2 separate regions of the Danio rerio genome follow, and region 1 is linked to region 2. A link is a contact called in public Micro-C data. All regions are on one chromosome and are shown on one strand. Each heading gives the region's core, a stretch centred on a gene start, on an enhancer-like site or on the middle of the called end of the contact. The rest is flanking DNA. Distances are from core to core; before and after follow the strand shown.

Evidence for each region. Hi-C and Micro-C count contacts between places; a contact is called where the count stands out from the background.
Region 1: a Micro-C map of caudal fin shows a contact between it and region 2, with 4 times the contacts expected there. The contact joins the promoter of mapk1 here to the enhancer-like site in region 2. A contact is called at or near these places in 2 of 18 Hi-C or Micro-C datasets (caudal fin and hematopoietic stem cells).

The regions. Positions count from the first base shown.
Region 1 is chr5:13,853,502-13,857,314 of GRCz12tu, reverse strand. mapk1 (mitogen-activated protein kinase 1) reads left to right here and starts at 2,262. Exons shown (of 9, transcript NM_182888.2): 1 at 2,262-2,643. The coding sequence starts at 2,498.
Region 2 is chr5:13,782,235-13,785,967 of GRCz12tu, reverse strand. No RefSeq gene overlaps it. Among named protein-coding and RNA genes, the nearest start is that of ypel1, 11 kb to the right of the region's middle. Within about 2 kb of position 1,722, at least 9 of the 62 cell types and tissues checked have an H3K27ac peak or open chromatin away from gene starts, as enhancers often do. A contact at or near this core is called in caudal fin, where this site is marked.

The sequences.
Region 1 (3,813 bases), core at 1,013-3,512, 71 kb before region 2:
GTTCGCATCACACTTAACAAGCAGATAATGTGTCATGTCCTTATTATAAAGGTTTCATGACAGTCTTATGAACTTCCTCTTCAATTAAAGTGTTACCACTTTGTAAAGAACATGCTCTTTAGTATATTCAGTGCTGATGATACAGACTCTTCGCCTACAGGACGTTTTGTAACTATTGCTTGTCTCTATTTCTATTAAGTGAACATAGTCATGGGAACACATGAGTATTAACAGCTCACAGCATGTGATAAAGTGCCTTATCTTGATGTACACATTCAGAATCAGCTTCGAAGTACAAGCAAGCAGCTTGACTGATAAACTTAAGAGCGCTGAGTCTTCAATCGCCTACTTTTCTCTTTTTACTGCTGTCGTCGTTGTGCACATTTATACGTTTTTTACTAACTAAAGCCAATTCCTCTTGGACCTAAGTGTTCTCGCATGTTGTAATGGCATCTTTTATGCCTGTTAAAGTATGTTAACTGAATGTAAGTTCCGTCTCGTGGCATTTCTTATGCAGTTTTTGTGGACTTTGAACCAAACCGTTGGGTTTTAATCTCATATAATGTGAATAAAGTGCTTTTCACGTCACGTCTGGTGTCTGGATTTTTTTTTTTCTTCCTTGACTGCGCTAGCGTTTGCCACAGTTTTAGTTTAGCTGTGTCTGTGTGTGTGGTTAGCAACAAGTAAACCACACTAATATGCACTTAAGATTGCCTATCACATAAGCTTACACTCTCAATTATGCACACACAAGAAATAAACTACAGAACAAACCCGAACTCTTATGAGGAAAAAAATATTTGGATTAATTTCTCACATCACTTGAGTAGATCTTTTGTGTTTTTTTCTTTATTATTATTAAATCATAGCCATGCTTTTGTGCTGTATTATGTGTAAGCAATCTCTATGCATAAATATGCTTGAAAACCGCATGCTCTCCAATGAGGTTTTCCATTTGCACCTTCATAAAGTCTTTCTGAAACCTCAAATATTCATGCATGTCAAACATTATAAACACTATTTAATTTTTATTATTATTATTATTATTTTTGCATTTAAATCTGTTTTTAGTGATGACATTAAACTAACATAGCACTGTCTGAAGAATTGGGTTGAGCATTAAATTTGAGCATCGATTAACCCTTTCTGGCCAATTGATATTAGGCATGGATGTACAGTGAGGGAAATAAGTATTAAACACGACACCATTGTTCTCGGAAAACATATTTCTAAAGGTGCTGTTGACTTATTCACTAGATGTTGGCAACAACAGAAGAAATCCATATTTGCAAAGAAAACAATATTAATTAGTTTATGAATTAAATTATGAATAATACTGTAAAATGAAATGAAGTAGCGAACACGTAAAGAAAGGGATGTGTAAAAAAGCAGTGAAAGCCCAGACAGCAGCTGATGAAGATGAAACCAGTGTGGACATTTCAGCAAGACAATGATCCAAAACACAGACAAGGAAACTCTCGAATGCTTTTAGAGAAAGAAAATCCAGCTGTAGAATGGCCCAGCCAATCTCCTGACTTAAATCCAATAAATACATAGTAATAATATAAATTAATCTTGGTTTTCGCAGTATAATTCATTGGATTTACAAATTTTGTTTAAGGTAAATGGTTGCAAACAATTGATATGGGCTAAATTTAAACGTTTGTTCAGCTCATATAAACGGTTTGCAACCACTTACCTTAAACCAAATTTAGTAAATCCAATAAATATGTATATTTCGATGTACTGGGTTGTGGTTGGAAGGACATCCCCTGCATAAAACATATGGCAGAGTAGTTGGCGGTTCATTTCGCTGTGGCGACCCCTAATAAAATTTTATTTAAATCGATACGCAGCTCTTTAAAGCTTTTTGTAGCCTATTGGGTTGCGATTGGGTTGCGGCTGGAATGGCATCTGCTGCATAAATCATATGCTAGAGTTGTTGGCGGTTCATTCCACTGTGTCGACACCTGATTAAAAAAAGATCTAAGCCAATGGGAAATTAATAATTATAATTTTACAAAATAGTGACAACATTTTCTTTGGTTGTTTGCCTACTTTCTCAGTGTGTTTTGATATGGGGTGATTATTATGTAACTCTAATTAACTGTATTGCTATTATGAATATATTAATCGATATGCAGCTCTTTTTTTAATGAAAAGCTAATTGTCTCTATGGTACCGCTCTCTCCACTCCTGCCCACGTGATCTGCTCCGCTACTTCCTGCGGTAAAACACTCGCTCTCTCTCCGGCTGCAGTCAGTCAGTCAGTCGGTGAGTCGGTGCTCGGAGCCACGCGCACGTTAATTTACTATCAGCAGAAAATATATGCCTGTCAACAGCATTTCAGCCGCTGCTCTCCAACACCGAGTCTTCGGTTCAGTTTAAAAGCGTCGCTTTTCGCCGTGTTTCACTCTACCTAAGAGCTTTTCCTGGTGCTTTTGGGTGAGAAAAGCGCGTTTGTTTTGCTTGTGAAGGCAGCTTCAGTTTCTCAGCAATGGCGACAGCTGCGGTTTCTGCCCCTGCTGGCGGCGGCCCGAACCCCGGATCCGGTGCCGAGATGGTCCGCGGGCAGGCTTTCGATGTCGGGCCGCGTTACAGCAACCTCTCCTACATCGGAGAAGGCGCTTACGGCATGGTTTGGTAAGATGTTTTCCTTCTAACACTGATAGTTTACCAAAAAATTTACAATTATTTCATCATTTGCTCATTCTGTACTTGTTACAAATATTTCTCCTGTTGAACACGAAAGAAGATATTTTGAAAAATGATGGAAACCTGTAACCATTGACTTCTATGTGTTTTCCCCCCATGGTTAAGTGTTTTCAGCTTTCAAATGATCATCTTTTGTGTTAAATTGAATAGAGAAACTATATTTGGAAGCACTTGAGTAAATAGTGAGTAAATGTTAATTTTTGAGTGAACTATCCCTTTATATATCTGGTTATCGTTATTTTTCTGAGTATTAGTATGTGTTTATGTAGTTTTTTGTTGTTGCTTGGATTTGTTCATTCAATCACAGCGCAGTGCAGCAGCTACACTTATCACGGACGTGCTGGTTTTGCTTCAAACCAGTTGCATGCACTTTTCTTTTTTTCATATGTTGGACTGTTTTAAATGTAGATTGACTGTAGGAAACCAGTTCTGTTTGGTCATTCATTAGTGTTTGATTCATCATTTTTTGAATTGCAAATTTAGTTTTAGATTATGTATGTTTTTTTTTTACGTCCCACGGTTGTTGCATGTGTTTTCTGATGCTGAATTCATTCTTGAGGCCATTTAGGTTTAATATTAAGAGTGCACTGCACAGATTTGCAGAAATGTGCACTACACTCTGCACACTCTGTTGTGCTAGCAATCCGTGAATACAAAAATATCAGGCATCAAAACGTAATGTTCCATGCATGATCCGTGAAGCTCCCAGTCTGTACACATGAAGATATCAGATATCAAAACTTAATCCTGCGTGTGGATTTTACGCAGTGCTTTTCCAGGAATGTCAGGGTGGCATAGGGCTCTTCAGGGCAGCGTGGGCGCGCAGGCTCCCCAAGGTTGTGCAGAACTGCTAGGAACAAGAGGCACTTGGATCCGCTTGGCTGTTGGAGCTACCCACGAAAAACTGTTAAAACCGATAGTCCTCCAGTTGAACCTAAAACCCGGACTTTAAGCAATGCGTATAGATGCAAAAGTGGATGAACATCATTTTCCACATAGAAATGCTGTTTAAGGTTCTTACAGTATGCAAATGTTCACTTGTCTCGTAGTCAAATGGCATGATGTTTTTCCATCCAAAAGTATTTATATATGCTTTGA
Region 2 (3,733 bases), core at 473-2,972:
ACTATGCCTCTTGGCTGGCCTGGGAACGCCTCGGGATCCCCCCGGAGGAGCTAGAGGAAGTGTCTGGGGAGAGGGAAGTCTGGAGTTCTCTCCCAAGACTGCTACCCCTGCGACCTGACCCTGGAAAAAAGCAGATAAAAATGGAAAAATGACTGAATTGCGAATATTGTTCACATTTTTGGAACATATGTCAATAACATTTTAGAAGACTATGCAAATGAGGGATTATTTCATTAAATATAATACACTTATTTGCAGAAATTTTAGCTCAAGCATATGAAGACTAAAGTCAGGTTCAACACTCTGTTGATTTTATTGACATATTAGTTAAAGGTTTTTACACAGGGGTTTTTGGGAACCTTTTTAACATTTTACAATTCAGAAAATACGGACAGCATCCAGAAAACAATTAATTTTCACAATGATTTCAAAGGTTAAGATGCTGTATAAAATAATCAGCCAAATTATTAATAAATCCCTATGTAAAAATGTTTATATATGTTTATATACAAGGTTGTAAATGTATATTTGTAACTCACTGCAAGATCATTGTTTTTGGAATAAATAAAACTTTAAAAAAAAATAAAAATAAAAAAAGATCTTAATTGATATATGGATTGTTGACATGATGATTTTTTTTCACACAACAAAAATTTATATAATTATTATTGTCAATTTAAAATGCATCATTTTTGTTTCATGGACCTCTTGTTATAAAAACTTTTCTTTTTATTTAACTTTATAGGAACCACTATAAAATTACATTTTGTTGTCCTTCGATGTGGCATGCCTATTTATTGAAAATGTGCAATAAGTCTGACAAGTCATGGAGGAAAAAATATATATTATTCATAGTTTCATAAAAAAATACACCGTATGAATATGTGTCAGCAATTAAGATAAATTGCTCTCACTGGCCACTTTATTAGGTACACTATACTAATACCAGGTTGGACCCCCTTTTGGCTTGAGAACTGCCTTAATCTTTCGTGGCATCGATTCAGCAAGGTACTGGAAATATTCCTCAGAGATTTTGGTTCATATTGACATGAGAGCATCAAACAGTTGCTGCAGATTTGCTGGCTGCAAATCCATGATGAGAATCTCCCGTTTCACCACATACCAAAAGTGCTCTATTGGATTGAGGTCTGGTGACTGTGGAGGCCATTTAAGTACAGTGAGCTCATTGTCAATGTTCAAGAAACCAGTCTAAGATGATTTGCGCTTTATGACATGGCGTGTTATCCTGCTGGAGGTAGACATCGAAGATAGGTACAGTGTGTTCATAAAGGGATGGACATGGTCAGAATACTTAGGTAGGCTGTGTTGTTGACATGACGCTCAGTTGGTACTAATGGGCCCAAAGTGTGCCAAAAAAATATATCACCCACACCATTACACCACCACTAGCAGCCTGAACCGTTGATACAAGGCAGGATGGATCCATGCTTTCAAGGTGTTGACGTCAAATTCTGACCCTGCCATCCGACTATCATAGCTTTGTAATCAAAATATGTGATCATAATGGAAGTCAACGGCGCAAAACAGCCACAAACATAACGAAAGGGTCGTAAATTTGATCAATAAACAAGGGTTAAGGAGTGTTTTTGCCTGTAACATCGCGTCTGAACCAGAAGAAAGCTCCGCTGTAAACTCCTCTGCGTCCAGTGTGACTTACTGCTCTGCTATTGTGTTGTCTTGGTTGTCACGGCAACAGAAGTGCTCCTCTGCGCGCTCCTGATTGAGTGAATAAGAAAAGGTAAAGTGCGCTGATGATGTAATAATAATAAAACAAGCACGAGCCTGATTTGGTTCCTGCCGTCCATGACAACCGGTGGCTTGATGAGAATTATTCAAGACGTTCAAAAAAATTAACCAGACGAATAGCGCTGTGAATAAATGTTCTGCCGCGAGAACGTGGCATACATTATTATATAACACTTCACCATAAATACTGCACATTCTTCTTTCCATAACACTAATGAATGATGGCAGCGGGCTTCTAACCGTGTGGGCAGATACGGAGGTGGGGGATGTTAGAAATTTGTTCATTTATTTTTAAGGGCTAGTTTTCGAATAAACAAATTTCACTTCAGAAAAACGTGTTAAAAATAATAATCGTGATTAAAATAACAGTGGGTAATGATGTAACACTAAGCTGACACGACGAAAACAGCCTTGACTAATATTCTGTAGAAAATGTGTTGCCTTGTTTCCTCCGGGTGCTCCGGTTTCCCCCACAAGTCCAAAATCATATATATATATATATATAGCCTAGGTGAATTGGGTAAGCAAAATTGTCCGTATAGTGTGCGTGAATGAGAGTGTATGGATGTTTCCCAGTGATGGGTTGCAGCTGGAAAGGCAACTACTGCGTGAAACATGCTGAATTGGCGGTTCATTCCACTGTGGCGACCCCAGATTAATAAAGGGACTAAGCCAAAAACAAAATGAATGAAAGAATAAAATTTGTTGCCTTTTTCATTTTGGAAATACAAAAACAAATGTATAGATACAGTGCTCATATACGAGTACCAATCACAAATCTTTTAAATTAATATTTTCTATAGGATTATTTACAATATTGGATTAGTCAGATGCTGAAGCCAAAATCTGGAACTAACCTAACAAAATAATTTAATGGTCCAAAACTTAGTAGCCCTAATTTATGTTTTAGGGAAAAATTTTAAATAAAAAGGTTTAAAAGTACAAGAGAAACGAAAATATTAATCAAAACTAAATTTCAAATAAATATATTAAATATTCACATCAATTTAAATGTATTTTCTATTTCTAAAGATGTTCGGTGACTAAAATATTATTTTAATAAAAATATTTGTTTAATAAATCTGTTTTGTTCATTCATTCATTAATTTTCTTGTCGGCTTAGTCCCTTTATTAATCCGGGATCGCCACAGCGGAATGAACCGCCAACTTATCCAGCACGTTTTTATGCCACAGTTGCCCTTCCAGCCGCAAACCATCTCTGGTAAACACCCAAACACACTCATACACTACGGACAATTTAGCCTACCCAATTCACCTGTACAGCATGCCTTTGGACTGTGGGGGAAACCGGAGCACCCGGAGAAAACCCACGCGAACGCAGGCAGAACATGCAAACTCCACACAAAAACGCCAACTGAGCCGAGGTTCGAACCAGCAACCTTCTTGCTGTGAGGTGACAGCACTACCTACTGCGTCACCCTCTGTTTTGTTCAAATGCATCAAAATATATGATCTATATTCACAGAGAAATGGATACAAATATTCAATTTCCAAATAGGCTGTACTCTGTTATGTTGAGGAATGCAAATTGTGTTTCAATAAAAATGGAAATCTGTGGTAAAGTTTTTTTTTATTGTCTTAGAAATGTCCCTGGTTGAACAGAACTGTACAGTTGCTCTTATAATAGTAATAATAGATATTTATAACAATAAATTTAGCCTTTGCAATGACAAAAAGAGCTAAATAATACTTTATCATAAATACTGCAGATTCTTTTCATAACACTAATGAATGTTGACAGCGGGCTTCTATCTGTGTGGGCAGTATAGGGGGCTGGTTATAGTAGTTAAATTTTAATTTATTTTTAAGGAACAGTTTTCGTATAAACAAATTTGACCAGAAAAGCATGTTAAAAATAATAATCATGACAAACATTCTGTGGAAAAATGTTGATTTCTTTTTCATTTTGGAAACACAAACACATAAATGTGTATGTATACAGTGC